Regions from separate parts of the Mus musculus genome. Here region 2 is linked to region 1. Evidence: chromatin contacts called from public promoter capture Hi-C data. All regions are on one chromosome and are shown on one strand. Each heading gives the region's core, a stretch centred on a gene start, on an enhancer-like site or on the middle of the called end of the contact. The rest is flanking DNA. Distances are from core to core; before and after follow the strand shown.

What was found. Promoter capture Hi-C pulls out the DNA fragments that hold promoters and counts their contacts.
Region 2: a promoter capture Hi-C map of liver shows a contact between it and region 1, with 5 times the contacts expected there. The contact joins the enhancer-like site here to the promoter of Capsl in region 1. A contact is called at or near these places in 9 of 39 promoter capture datasets (the 3T3-L1 cell line, the C10 cell line, cranial neural crest and 4 more) and 1 of 9 other capture datasets (adipose tissue).

Annotation. Positions count from the first base shown.
Region 1 is chr15:9,433,114-9,441,047 of GRCm38.p6, reverse strand. It overlaps Capsl (calcyphosine-like), which reads right to left and starts at 5,020. Exons shown (of 5, transcript NM_029341.1): 1 at 4,881-5,020.
Region 2 is chr15:10,396,672-10,404,605 of GRCm38.p6, reverse strand. It overlaps Agxt2 (alanine-glyoxylate aminotransferase 2), which reads right to left. Exons shown (of 14, transcript NM_001310735.1): 12 at 5,443-5,592; 13 at 4,061-4,159. Among named protein-coding and RNA genes, the nearest start is that of Gm52213, 22 kb to the left of the region's middle. Within about 2 kb of position 4,620, at least 11 of the 459 cell types and tissues checked have an H3K27ac peak or open chromatin away from gene starts, as enhancers often do. A contact at or near this core is called in liver, where this site is marked.

The DNA.
Region 1 (7,934 bases), core at 3,771-6,270:
AAACAAAAGGATATACCTTCTTCTCAGCACCTCATGGTACCTTCTCCAAAATTGACCACATAATAGGTCACAAAACAGGCCTCAACAGATTCAAAAATATTGAAATTGTCCCATGTATCCTATCAGATCACCATGCACTAAGGCTGATCTTCAATAACAAAAAAAATAACAGAAAGCCAACACTTACGTGGAAACTGAACAACACTCTTCTCAATGATACCTTGGTCAAGGAAGGAATAAAGAAAGAAATTAAAGACTTTTTAGAGTTTAATGAAAATGAAGCCACAACGTACCCAAACCTTTGGGACACAATGAAAGCATTTCTAAGAGGGAAACTCATAGCTCTGAGTGCCTCCAAGAAGAAACGGGAGAGAGCACATACGAGCAGCTTGACAACACATCTAAAAGCTCTAGAAAAAAAGGAAGCAAATTCACCCAAGAGGAGTAGACGGCAGGAAATAATCAAACTCAGGGGTGAAATCAACCAAGTGGAAACAAGAAGAACTATTCAAAGAATTAACCAAACGAGGAGTTGGTTCTTTGAGAAAATCAACAAGATAGATAAACCCTTAGCTAGACTCACTAGAGGGCACAGAGACAAAATCCTAATTAACAAAATCAGAACTGAAAAGGGAGACATAACAACAGATCCTGAAGAAATCCAAAACACCATCAGATCCTTCTACAAAAGGCTATACTCAACAAAACTAGAAAACCTGGACGAAATGGACAAATTTCTGGACAGATACCAGGTACCAAAGTTGAATCAGGATCAAGGTGACCTTCTAAACAGTCCCATATCCCCTAAAGAAATAGAAGCAGTTATAAATAGTCTCCCAGCCAAAAAAAGCCCAGGACCAGACGGGTGTAGTGCAGAGTTCTATCAGACCTTCAAAGAAGATCTAATTCCAGTTCTGCACAAACTTTTTCACAAGATAGAAGTAGAAAGTACTCTACCCAACTCATTTTATGAAGCCACTATTACTCTGATACCTAAACCACAGAAAGATCCAACAAAGATAGAGAACTTCAGACCAATTTCTCTTATGAATATCGATGCAAAAATCCTCAATAAAATTCTCGCTAACCGAATCCAAGAACACATTAAAGCAATCATCCATCCTGACCAAGTAGGTTTTATTCCAGGAATGCAGGGATGGTTTAATATACGAAAATCCATCAATGTAATCCACTATATAAACAAACTCAAAGACAAAAACCACATGATCATCTCGTTGGATGCAGAAAAAGCATTTGACAAGATCCAACACCCATTCATGATAAAAGTTCTGGAAAGATCAGGAATTCAAGGCCCATACCTAAACATAATAAAAGCAATCTACAGCAAACCAATAGCCAACATCAAAGTAAACGGAGAGAAGCTGGAAGCAATCCCACTAAAATCAGGGACTAGACAAGGCTGCCCACTTTCTCCCTACCTTTTCAACATAGTACTTGAAGTATTAGCCAGAGCAATTCGACAACAAAAGGAGATCAAGAGGATACAAATTGGAAAGGAGGAAGTTAAAATATCACTTTTTGCAGATGATATGATAGTATATATAAGTGACCCGAAAAATTCCACCAGAGAACTCCTAAACCTGATAAACAGCTTCGGTGAAGTAGCTGGATATAAAATTAACTCAAACAAGTCAATGGCCTTTCTCTACACAAAGAATAAACAGGCTGAGAAAGAAATCAGGGAAACAACACCCTTCTCAATAGTCACAAATAATATAAAATATCTCGGTGTGACTCTAACTAAGGAAGTGAAAGATCTGTATGATAAAAACTTCAAGTCTCTGAAGAAAGAAATTAAAGAAGATCTCAGAAGATGGAAAGATCTCCCATGCTCATGGATTGGCAGGATCAACATTGTAAAAATGGCTATCTTGCCAAAAGCAATCTACAGATTCAATGAAATCCCCATCAAAATTCCAACTCAATTCTTCAACGAATTAGAAGGAGCAATTTGCAAATTCATCTGGAATAACAAAAAACCTAGGATAGCAAAAGCTCTTCTCAAGGATAAAAGAACCTCTGGTGGAATCACCATGCCTGACCTAAAGCTTTACTACAGAGCAATTGTGGTAAAAACTGCATGGTACTGGTATAGAGACAGACAAGTAGACCAATGGAATAGAATTGAAGACCCAGAAATGAACCCACACACCTATGGTCACTTGATTTCGACAAGGGAGCTAAAACCATCCAGTGGAAGAAAGACAGCATTTTCAACAATTGGTGCTGGCACAACTGGTTGTTATCATGTAGAAGAATGCGAATCGATCCATACTTATCTCCTTGTACTAAGGTCAAATCTAAATGGCTCAAAGAACTTCACATAAAACCAGAGACACTGAAACTTATCGAGGAGAAAGTGGGGAAAAGCCTTGAAGATATGGGCACAGGGGAAAAATTCCTGAACAGAACAGCAATGGCTTGTGCTGTAAGATCGAGAATTGACAAATGGGACCTAATGAAACTCCAAAGTTTCTGCAAGGCAAAAGACACCGTCAATAAGACAAAGAGACCACCAACAGATTGGGAAAGGATCTTTACCTATCCTAAATCAGATAGGGGACTAATATCCAACATATATAAAGAACTCAAGAAGGTGGACTTCAGAAAATCAAACAACCCCATTAAAAAATGGGGCTCAGAACTGAACAAAGAATTCTCACCTGAGGAATACCGAATGGCAGAGAAGCACCTGAAAAAATGTTCAACATCCTTAATCATCAGGGAAATGCAAATCAAAACAACCCTGAGATTCCACCTCACACCAGTCAGAATGGCTAAGATCAAAAATTCAGGTGACAGCAGATGCTGGCGAGGATGTGGAGAAAGAGGAACACTCCTCCATTGTTGGTGGGATTGCAGGCTTGTACAACCACTCTGGAAATCAGTCTGGCGGTTCCTCAGAAAATTGGACATAGTACTACCGGAGGATCCAGCAATACCTCTCCTGGGCATATATCCAGAAGATGCCCCAACTGGTAAGAAGGACACATGCTCCACTATGTTCATAGCAGCCTTATTTATAATAGCCAGAAGCTGGAAAGAACCCAGATGCCCCTCAACAGAGGAATGGATACAGAAAATGTGGTACATCTACACAATGGAGTACTACTCAGCTATTAAAAAGAATGAATTTATGAAATTCCTAGCCAAATGGATGGACCTGGAGGGCATCATCCTGAGTGAGGTAACACATTCACAAAGGAACTCACATAATATGTACTCACTGATAAGTGGATATTAGCCCAAAACCTAGGCTACCCAAGATATAAGATACAATTTCCTAAACACATGAAACTCAAGAAAAATGAAGACTGAAGTGTGGACACTATGCCCCTCCTTAGAAGTGGGAACAAAACACCCTTGGAAGGAGTTACAGAGACAAAGTTTGGAGCTGAGATGAAAGGATGGACCATGTAGAGACTGCCTTATCCAGGGATCCACCCCATAATCAGCATCCAAACGCTGACACCATTGCATACACTAGCAAGATTTTATCGAAAGGACCCAGATGTAGCTGTCTCTTGTGAGACTATGCCGGGGCCTAGCAAACACATAAGTGGATGCCCACAGTCAACTAATGGATGGATCACAGGGCTCCCAATGGAGGAGCTAGAGAAAGTACCCAAGGAGCTAAAGGGATCTCAACCCTATAGGTGGATCAACATTTTGAACTAACCAGTACCCCGGAGCTCTTGACTCTAGCTGCATATGTATCAAAAGATGGCCTAGTCGGCCATCACTGGAAAGAGAGGCCCATTGGACTTGCAAACTTTATATGCCCCAGTACAGGGGAACGCCAGGGCCAAAAAGGGGGAGTGGGCGGGTAGGGGAGTGGGGGTGGGTCGGTATGGGGGACTTTTGGTATAGCATTGGAAATGTAAATGAGCTAAATACCTAATAAAAAATGAAAAAAAAAAAAGAAACACATGGCCAATTTTAAACAGAGCAAAGAGGGCATATGGGAAGGATTGGAGAGGTTAAGGGATGGGGGCATAATACAGTTATGATCTCAAAGAAGTGATTTTTGGTTTTCTGTTTTTTTAATCATAAGAAAAAAGAGCTCCAGTCAATCAATGGCTGCTGAGACAGAGAGAATCCATTTTCTATAGGGAGGACTTTCTGGATAACGCATCTCACACGAAGCAGTCAGTCTTACATGCATGTACTCATGGGCATCACTAAATAAGCTCACTGTGTGTGTGTGTGTGTGCGTGCCTGTGTGTGTGTATGTGTGCGTGTGTGTGAAACAGAGAGGGGGGAGAAGGGAGAGAATTAAAAAAGAAGAGGCCATGAATTTAAAGAGTGGAGAGTGGAGGGTAGATATTAAATAAATATAGTACTAATGTATTCAATTCTCAAGTAACAACAACAACAAAAAAAAAACGCTAAATTAAAAACTCTAAATTTTTATCCTGCATCTGTCATGGATTCACAGGATGTGGTATAATCAGTACAAACTTATCTCACAGAATAAATGGGAATAATGCTAAATCTGTTGATCATTTTGTGAGTTGGAGACAGAATTCTAAGCTCTGTTTTGTCTGTGGCCATCGGGATAGTTACTGCAAGTCATCAAAGAAACTTCTCATCCAATGACCCAGCAAATAGGCACCACTCTGAAAGTGTTATCTCTTTTGCCTTTGCTAAATGAAATTGATTTTTGTCTAAGCATCTATTCCAAAAGTCTACACCTGGGGACCAGCTGTGCTCTTTGTGCACTGAGAGTCTAGGGATGGCTTCGTCAGGACATGCATTCTCACTGACTTTTAACTTTTCTTTTTAGATAAGAGATCCTCATCTTAAAAATGAAACAAAAACAGTGACAGTGAATTAAACAAATGAAAGCATTGAATTACCTGAAATGCTCGTCTGTAGCCGCAGGCTGCTTCACGGTGAAACTCTGGACTTCTGGCCCTGGGGACTCTAGTCTCCTCCCATGGTCCTGTGTCTCCCTCTTACCTGTCTTCCTTTGCTGTCCTGGCCTTTCAAGGCTTTCAGTTCTAATTGGATAGCCTGGGAACGCTGAAGCAAAGTCATGCTCTGATTGGCTCCGCTCGCTGTCATTCATATGCTGGTTCTGCCTTTTCTCAAGTTTACACTCCTCGTTACCTAGGAAATCCCAGTGACTGTGAAAACCCAACAAGCTGTTTGTTCTGGAAGAAATGGTAGGCGGAAGTTCTACTGGCAATTGTTTGGTTTCTAAAACAGCATCAAAACTGGTATCCCACGTTTTAAAAGGAAATGCTTGATAAATTGCCATACTTGCTTCAGGCGGCTCCCTTCTGACTCTACAAGGCTGTCTCCCTGGTGACTTATTGCCAGGTGAATCAGGAAACCACAACCCTTAGGAGCAAGTAGCAGCAATTATAGGCAATGCCCTCGTTTTTTAAATTCTACATTCACACACTAAGAAGATACCTTTCCCCACGGTGTTTTAGCTTCTGTAACTTTACCCTTTGTTCTCTATTAGCTCCACACTTGTTCTTAGCAATATGTTTGCCAGAGCAAAAGCAGGCTTGTTGTTTGCTTTGGGAGTAAATTAAGCCACATTTTCTACCCTGAGTATCTGTAACATCCAACGGCCTACCACACTCCCATCCCCAGGCTCCATCTACCCTGGAGTCATCCAAAAAACTAGGAACAGAACTTTCTAGAAAGGCCTCTGGTCCACTTCCTGTTACACATTTTACTCAGACAAGTGTGGTAGTTGATTTTTAATATCATTCAAATGAACAGTATAATTTCTGAGATTTGACATAAACATCAAATGAGATTTATTCAACATTAATAATCACTTGCCTCAAAACTTCCCTTAGTCTCTTTCCAAGTCTCCTTCCAGTAGGGCATGGTATTTAACAAATTAAGGGAAAGTGCGGACACGGGCAGGGATTCAGTATGCTTCTCACTTCCAGATTCATGCCTCTCTGTCTTGTTTTGGTCCGATTTAGTTTAAGGAGGGCTGTGTAATCATTGGATTGGAACCATCCATTGGAGCCTGGTGAGGTCACCAGTGGATATATGGCTGAAGACAATCGTTCTCCTCTCCCAGGATGTATCATCAGCAAATAGTTTGGCCCTGAGCAGAAGAAAGGATGGGTCTAGAAGTTGGATGTGATTAGGGTGGAGTGAAGTCAGGTAGACAGAAGGGTCTGGACTAGAGTGCAGGAAATGGGTTCTTCCAATCACAGTTTCCCAAGGCATCATAGCTCCTCATGGGAAATCCTATTTAGAGATTAGAATATGGTGCCTAGGCCCACTCCTTGCTAATAAAAGACTGCTGGGTTTGTTTGTTTGTTTGGGATGTGTGTGTGTGTGTGTGTGTGTATTTGGTCAGATCTAGAGAATAAACAGGTTAACTGTGATTATAAAAATCACTTCTCTGTACCTCTGTGTTGAGCTCTTCCTATCTTTATCAAATAAAATTATGAATTCTTGATCAGCTCTTAAGCCCATACAGTAATGCTACTGCTCTTTTCAAACCACATTTCTGATTCTCTTTTTAGTAGCTATGAAACCTCTCAACATTTCCAAATTATTTACTCATTTTCTCAATCCTATGCCAAGTTAATACATTCTCAAATGATAATCTGCACCACTATGAAATACAGATAATGCATTGCAAGGTCATTTGTAATATATTTCTCTTCCATCTGAAAATCTAAAAACTAAATAAAAATCTCTCAACTGTCATGATAGATTTTCATTTTTATGTTTTTCATGGTTATAAAAATGCTGAAGAGAAGTACGATCTTTTCCATATATGTTTTATTTTAAACACTCAACCATTTTTTCTATTTTAATATGTTCTGTATATAAAATATTAGCACAGCTACACATCCAGAGGCTGTGTGTAATCTGAACTATAATAGCTTCATCCATGCACTGCAAATGAACCTCACAGCATTTCCTCGTGTGTGTTTTATATAATTTTTATTAATAAACACATATTGTTCATCGTTTTTTAACTCCTACTATGTTGAAAAAACAGGACATTCTATATTTATTACTTCTCTTTGTACCATTTTAGTTAACAATATTGAACTTCATTCTGTACCAACTTATTAATCTCTGATTTATTCCATTTTTCACATAGCTGTTATTCCAATGAGTAGATAAACTGTAATTTCTTTTATTTCCTGATTTTAATTTCTCAGACATCAAGAAATAAATCTTCCATATCACAGTTTTATCAAAAATCATTTCTCCAAAGTTTTCAATTGCCCATGCGCTTTAACACTGATTTCTCTCAAGAAAAAAAAAAATTCATTCACATGTTGCCATTGTCCGGCAAAACGTTTTCTATTATATCCTGAGAGTGGCTGGTCCCATCCAATGGGAAGAGTGCAATGCAGCAGAGGAGGCATTCTGAACTATTAGGAGAGCTTATGAGATAAGAAAAGTATAGGAGTAAAAATAACTTGTCAAATACGTGGGAGTTTTATCCCAAATGATAGGAGAAATAAGAATTGAAGAACAAGATCTCACAGAGGATTGAAGAAGCTGTCAGAACACGGTGAGATGGCTCAGTGGTTAAGAGCACTGGCTGGTTGCTCTTCCAAAGGTCCTGAGTTCAAATCCCAGCAACCACATGGTGGCTCACAACCATCCTTAACGTGATCTGCTGCCCTCTTCTGGTGTGGACAGCTACAGTGTACTCACATATAGTAATAATAAGTAAAACTTAAAAAAAAAAAACGAAAGAAAGGAAGAAAAGGAAAGGAAAGGAAAGGAAAGGAAAGGAAAGGAAAGGAAAGGAAAGGAAAGGAAAGGAAAGGAAAGGAAAGGAAAGGAAAGAAAATGCTGGGAAAGGAAGATTTGTACTAGAGCATAGGGATCCAGATAATGAGGAGTCGCCAGGAAGTCAGTGTATTATATGAGAATTATGAAAGACAGAAATACTGAGGACAACT
Region 2 (7,934 bases), core at 3,371-5,870, 960 kb before region 1:
CATTTGGAGGCTAATTATGGGATGGATCCCTGGATATGGCAGTCTCTAGATGGTCCGTCCTTTTGTTTCAGCTCCAAACTTGGTCTCTGTAACTCCTTCCATGGGTGATTATTTCCAATTCTAAGAAGGGGCAAAGTGTCCACACTTTGGTCTTCATTCTTCTTAAGCTTCATGTGTTTTACAAATTGTCTCTTATATCTCGGGTATATTAAGTTTCTGGGCTAATATCCACTTATTAGTGAGTACATATCCTTTGAGTTCTTTTGTGATTGTGTTACCTCACTCAGGATGATGCCCTCCAGGTCTAACCATTTGCCTAAAAATTTCTTAAATTCATTCTTTTTAATAGCTGAGTAGTGCTCCATTGTGTAAATGTACCACATTTTTTGTATCCATTCCTCTGTTGAGGGGCATCTGGGTTCTTTCCAGCTTCTGGCTATTATAAATAAGGCTGCTATGAACATAGTGGAGCATGTGTCCTTCTTACCGGTTGGGACATCTTCTGGATATATGCCCAGGAGAGGTATCCTCCAGTAGTACTATGTCCAATTTTCTGAGGAACCGCCAGACTGATTTCCAGAGTGGTTGTACAAGCTTGCAATCCCACCAACAATGAAGGAGTGTTCCTCTTTCTCCACATCCTCGCCAGAATCTGCTGTCACCTGAATTTTTGATCTTAGCCATTCTGACTGGTGTGAGATGGAATCTCAGGGTTGTTTTGATTTACATTTCTCTGATGATTAAGGATGCTCAGCATTTTTAGGTGCTTCTCAGCCATTGTGCATTCCTCAGGTGAGAATTCTTTGTTTAGCTCTGAGCCCCATTTTTTAATGGGGTTATTTGATTTACTGGAGTCCACCTTCTTGAGTTCTTTATATATATTGGATATTAGTCCCCTATCTGATTTAGGATAGGTAAAGATCTTTTCCCAATCTGTTGGTGGCCTTTTTGTCTTATTGACAGTGTCTTTTGCCTTGCAGAAGCTTTTTAGTTTCATGAGGTCCCATTTGTCAATTCTCAATCTTACAGCACAAGCCATTGCTGTTCTATTCAGGAATTTTCCCCCTGTGTCCATATCTTCGAGGCTTTTCCCCACTTTCTCCTCTATAAGTTTCAGTGTCTCTGGTTTTATGTGGAGTTCCTTGATCCACTTAGATTTGACCTTAGTACAAGGAGATAGGAATGGATCAATTCACATTCTTCTACAGATGGGTTTCCTGTAAGCAGCAGAATGTTGGGTCCTGTTTGTGTATCCAGTCTGTTAGTCTATGTCTTTTTATTGGGGAATTGAGTCTATTGATATTAAGAAATATTAAGGAAAAGTAATTGTTGCTTCCTTTTATTTTTTTTGTTAGAGTTGGCATTCTGTTCTTGTGGCTGTCTTCCTTTTGGTTTGTTGAGGGATTACTTTCTTGCTTTTTCTAGGGCATGATTTCCGTCCTTGTATTGGTTGTTTTCTGTTATTATCCTTTGAAAGGCTGGATTCATGGAAAGATAATGTGTGAATATGGTTTTGTCGTGGAATACTTTGGTTTCTCCATCTATGGTAATTGAGAGTTTGGCCGGGTATAGTAGCCTGGGCTGGCATTTGTGTTCTCTTAGTGTCTGTATAACATCTGTCCAGGCTCTTCTGGCTTTCATAGTCTCTGGTGAAAAGTCTGGTGTAATTCTGATAGGCCTGCTTTTATATGTTACTTGACCTTTTCCCTTACTGCTTTTAATATTCTCTCTTTATTTAGTGCATTTGTTGTTCTGATTATTATGTGTCAGGAGGAATTTCTTTTCTGGTCCAGTCTATTTGGAGTTCTGTAGGCTTCTTGTATGTTCATGGGCATGTCATTCCTTAGGTTTGGGAAGCTTTCTTCTATAATTTTGTTGAAGATATTTGCTGGCCCTTTAAGTTGAAAATCTTCATTCTCATCAACTCCTATTATCCGTAGGTTTGGTCTTCTCATTGTGTCCTGGATTTCCTGGATGTTTTGAGTTAGGATCTTTTTGATTTTGTATTTTCTTTGATTGTTGTGCCGATGTTCTCTATGGAATCTTCTGCACCTGAGATTGTCTCTTCCATCTCTTGTATTCAGTTGCTGATGCTCGCATCTATGGTTCCAGATTTCTTTCCTAAGTTTTCTATCTCCAGCGTTGCCTCACTTTGGGTTTTCTTTATTGTGTCTACTTCCCTTTTTATGTCTTGGATGGTTTTATTCAATTCCATCACCTGTTTGGTCGTGTTTTCCTGCAATTCTTTAAGGAATTTTTGTGTTTCCTCTTTAAGGTCTTCTACCTGTTTAGCTGTGTTCTCCTGTATTTCTTTAAGTGAGTTATTAAAGTCTTTCTTGATGTCCTCTACCATCATCATGAGATATGCTTTTAAATCCAGGTCTTGCTTTTCGGGTGTGTTGGGGTGCCCAGGACTAGGTGGGGTGAGAGTGCTGCCTTCTGATGATGGTGAGTGATCTTGATTTCTGTTAGTAGGATTCTTATGTTTGCCTTTTGCCATCTGATAGTCTCTGAAGCTAGTTGTTATAGTTGTCTCTGGTAAGAGCTTGTTCCTCAGGTGACTCTGTTAGCCTCCATCAGCAGACCTGGGAGACTAGCTCTCTCCTTAGTTTCAGTGGTCAGAGTATTCTCTGCAGGCAAGCTCTCTTCTTGCAGGGAAGGTGCCCAGATATCTGGTGTTCGAACCTGCCTCCTGGCAGAAGTTGTGTTCCCCTCACCAGAGGTCTTAAGATCCCTTGGAGGGTCCTGTGAGGACCTTGGGGGTGTCTGGAAACTCCCCGCGCAAGGAACCACGGTGCTGGAGTGGACTGGAAGGGACTTGTGCCCCTGATCAGGCCAGGTTATCTGCTTCCCTAGTTAATGCAGTCTCAGGTCCTGTGCGATTGGATTGGAGCAGATCCTGTGTTCCACTCACCAGAGGTCTTAGGATCTCGTGGGGGATCCTGTGTGGGTCCTTGCGGGTGTCCGGAGACTCCGCGGGTAAGGCACCCCGGTGCTGGAGTGGACCGGAAGGGACTTGTGCTCCTGATTGCAGCATCATCTCTTTTTTTTTTTCCATTTTTAATTAGGTATTTAGCTCATTTACATTTCCAATGCTATACCAAAAGTCCCCCATAGCCACCAACCCCCACTCCCCTACCCACCCACTCCCCTTTTTTGGCCCTGGCGTTCCCCTGTACTGGGGCAGCATCATCTCTTGAACATCCTAATGTACACACATCAAAACATCACGGCACACTCCCTAAATATGTGCAATGACCATGTTTCATAAAAGAAAAGGTTTTTGAAGTGGTAAAAATTAAGAGGAAGAAAACAGAATATTTGCAGGGAGCAGAAGTCACTTCCATACCTGAGCCCACCCTGGTGAATGACATGAGATTTAGAGGCAGATTGTATTGTGCTACAGCAGCAGCAGTAGCAACAACAAAAACAACAGCAGTAGCAGTAACAGCAGCAGCATCTTATTGTAGCATTAGGGTCAGACCAGGCTCCTGATAGAGTGAGCATAACTTCCAGAAAGGGGTAAGGTGAGCTCTGTTTTGGATTATTCTAGGGGAGGGTGAAGGACACTGAGGGGCTGATCTTGAGTTCTGCATCAGGGACTATGTTTGAGGCTGGTCCTTGATCTCTCTTTCTAGGATCATACAGGGCAGCCATGGATCTTAGATTGCTGTATGCTCTAATGACCACGAAAACACCAGGTTCACAAAGTCAGACTTCAGGACTGAGTGAAGAATGACTGTCATTGTTTTCTCAGGGGTTAGAAGTAATTAATACTCAATACAATACATATGTATGTAATATGTATACGTTATGTGAGTGTCATGGTTCTATTATCACCCATGCTGTGAATTGTCTGGTTAGTTCGTGTGGCCTTTCTATGCCTCTCTTTTGCCTTCAAGACCATGGATAATGGAATCACTTTACCACATCCCCCTCTAGTGGCTACAAGCTTTTGTCTCTTTCTTTTTACTACATGCAAGCATTATCATAATGTGGAGGAAGCATAACCAGGTGCCCTATCAGGGAGACTCTAGCTCAGAGGCAGCCATTCTCTTACCTGAGAAAAATTACCACCTCTACCCACTAGGAGCCCCATGTCTTTGCAGTCCTCATGGATTTGATTGACTTCTGTTTTAGGAAGAGGTTGTCGGCTTATCTGTGAATACATTAAAAAAGAAAAAAAAAGAAAAAAAGAAAAAAGGAATGTCTTCTATTTTGTGTTTGAATTGTTAGAAAAATTATTTAACAAGGCAGGAGACCCGAGGAAAACCACAACAAAACTCAAGCAATCAATGTCCCCCTAATGAAACAAAATTGTTAATTGCTGAACCAGAGAGTTTTGAGGGGTCGGGGTGGGGGTGAGCATGGAAAACATTTGCTTTATTCTATGTCATCTAAAAATCCCCAAAGACAAAGTGAAATTCCATCCATGCATTCCATGCAAGTCGGGGTAAGTGAACCTTGGCTCTGCTAATGGCTACTCTGGGCAGGGTTGGGGGTGGGCATGAAGGTGGGGGTGGGGCTGATCTTTTAATAGCTAGTTAGAGATCTGCTTTGTTTGTGTTGAAATCCTCTTCAACTCTGCAATGCTCTGTGTAACTGAAGAGTCCATTCCAAAGTCTAGCAAGTGGCTCAGAAGTTGTGTAAGGGCACATGCAGCTAAGCGTTTCCAGGGCTACAGCATGGCCATGGAGCTGGTGTGGAGCCAAATATCTTCCATGTTTGTTGAATTTGCTCTTTTCCTAAGGCTCCACCCCTTCAGGGTCAGGAACAGTAAGAGCTGGGAGCTAAGAGGCCATGTCAGATTCTAGGGCCTGAGGTTGGTCCTTTGTGCAGGGCTCAGGCATGCTATTCTAACGTTGGTGATATTGGGCTGGAGTTTACATCCTTTCTGTGGATGAAAGCTCTACTCCCAGTCTACGAACATGAATATTTCCCTCTAGTTAATTCATTTTAATTCTGAGTATAGTGTAAGCATGCTTCCCTGGGGGCCTTTTATACACAAAAATATGGGCCTACCACAGTCGGAAAAATTTGAATATTTGGAAAAGGCTTAGGATGTGTATTTTTAAAATGGTCCTTAGGTAGCTGTCTTGGGAACCTTGCCAATCTTCTTTAGTAGTCTTAGGTGCTTTTGCTGCCCCTTGTCTCCCCCTTTACCCTTCACAGATAGCAAACATCACCACGAGGTCTGGCTTCCTTGATGTAGATGACTAAACCTCAATCCTGCTCAGGAGAGCTCTTCTCAGTACACTTGGCTTGCTTCCCCTCAGGGCTTTCTACCTTTTCTGTGGACCTAAGTAGTGTATTATGTATAATAACTGACAGCTATTTATAGTTTAAATAAGTTGTAAGTGCTGTAAGTGCTAGACCCTGTTAGCTTTCTCCTTTACTTGCTACTGGACCCAGGCAGCCACCCAACCAACAGCAGATCATTACCTTGTCTTGAACCATCTCTATCCCCACCATAAGGCCTTTGCCTCGGACATCCCCAACGATATCAAATTCGTCCCGAAGCTTAGCAAACTTCAGCAGCATGTAGGTGCCAACTTCTTGACTGTTTCTCTGGAGATTTTCTTCTTCAATCACCTGTGGAGAGACAGCCCCTACATACTTTTACAAGGCAAAAGTTGAAGGTTTGACAGAGAAGCCCAGAAAGATAAAATATATACCATGGTCTTTACAGTAACTTCACTTGATAAACAGGACCTAGAAGATGGTCTGGTGTGGACATACCATGGACCAAATAAAAATCTACTGTAAGGAATGAAACCATCTTGGTAAAGGGGATTTCCCTGAACCTGTTCACCTGTAGAGGCAAGCAAGGCTTTAAGAACTGTCAGCAATATATATTCCATAATGTGGAAGTTCATTTTTCCAGGTTTTGCTGAGTGTTGGCGAACTGTGAAGACAATAGCAAATGAACTGTGGGAGGAGTCCCACAGGCACCTTTCCTGTGGGAGACAGTGACTTCCCTAGGCCACATGTAGGTTTGCACAGTCCAAACACTCCAGTATAGGGGCCCTGCACCCCTTAGCCGAGCCACAGGTGTATCCACAGCTAGGAAACCTGAGATATTAAAAAGATTTTCACCTAACTCCCACTCATAGTGATTTTTTTGTTTAAAAAAAAAATCTTAAATTTTTTTGTTTTGTTTGTTTGTTTCTGTGTACATGTGTGGGACATATGCAGAGGGCAGAAAGTAGCTTTGGGAGTCAGTTCTCTCTACACAGTGCAGATACGAGGGGTCCAACTGAGATGCACAGGCTTCACAGCAAATGTCTTTTACCTGGAGAACCATCTCAACCAGCTATAGGAATCTTTGATTTTTCAAGAATCAAAGACACATACAAGTTTCATCTGTACTTAGCTAAGAATAATTGTGTGATGTTTTAGGGACTAGTTGGTCCACCCCAACCCCCCATCTCATTTGAATTTGTTTGGATGACCTAACACTGAAAAGCTGACAGAAAACTTCCAAGGCCAGCTTGTAGACCACTTGACTATGACACCCTATTTGTTCTTCAGGACTCTCAACCTCTGATTGGCCTCTTGCACTCCAGTAGTCTCTGTCCTTTAAAAGAATTGTCAGTCCCTAGGAACTACATAACAGATGTGCCGGAGGAGTCTACCCAGTATGTTCCCTTGCATTTATATAATCAAGTGTCAATAAAGAATGCACAAAAAAAAAAAAAAAGAAAAGAAAAGAAAAGAAAAGAAAAGTTGGACTTTGGCTGGAGAAGCAGGTTGAGAAACTACATAGGCTTAGAATTTTTTAAAACCTATGGTAATAAGCGCTTTTTAATGCTTTAACCTCCCTTCTAGCTCACCACCCCCCAGAGATAGTGGAAAGGAAGGGTTAATCGTGAAAAGGGGGATGTGGACCTGTCTAGAATTAGTTTTTGGTGTGTTTTCTCTATAGTCATGTGGTCTCCTGACTTGTTCTCTAAGGGAGATTTCTGGTTTTGCTTCATAGTTTTCATGTGTCCTAGTTTTAAAAAGTTTTATTTTTTGGGGGGGGGGAGCTGAACATTCTCTTCAGTTAGAGCAGATTGCAAAGTTGGCTGGCTGTACACTTAGAGAGTTTGTGGACAGAGGCAGAAGTGCTGGGAAAAGAAGAAGGGCTTTGCTATTGGTTCGCTTTGCTATTCTTTGCTGGTCCTTATTGGGCTTTGCTGACACTAGTCTTCGCTGATGATGTTCTGGCTTTGGTTTGTCTCGCCTTCTTTGATTATTGTGATTTCGTAGAGAAAAATACATCCAAAAAACTTATGATGATAGCCCAGCAGGGTCTTGCTGCTTCGATGGACTTGGGCTGATTGGCCTTGATTCTTCTGGATCAAACTGCGATTGCTAATTTGTAAGTGGTGCTTGCAAGCCAAGATCTAGCCATATCACTCTTAGACATATTCCCAAAGGATGGTTCATTCTACCACAGAGACACTTGCTCAACCATGTTCACTGTTGCTCTATTCACAACAGCCAGAAATTGGAAACAGCCTAGATGTTCCTCAAGAGATGAATGGATAAAGAAAATGTGGTACATTTACATAACTGAATATTACTTAGTGGTTAAGATAATGACATCATGAAATTTGCAGGCAAATGAATGGAACTTGAAAATATTAACCCAGACCCAGAAAGAAATATGGTATGTATTCACTTATAAGTGGGTAATAGCTATTAAATCAATGATAACCAAATAATCCATAGAAGCACAGAAGGTAGGTATATAGTAAGGGACCTAGGAGAGAAGGAACAGAGAGATCTTCCTAGGAAAGGGAGATAGGTTAGATAGCTATAGATGAGGGTGGTGGTGGACTGGAATGGCAAGGTCAGGGAAGAGGAGGATGAGGGAGGGAATACAGGAGAGACAGCTAAAATTAAGGGCCATTTGTGGGGTAATATGGAACCTAACACATTAGAAAGAT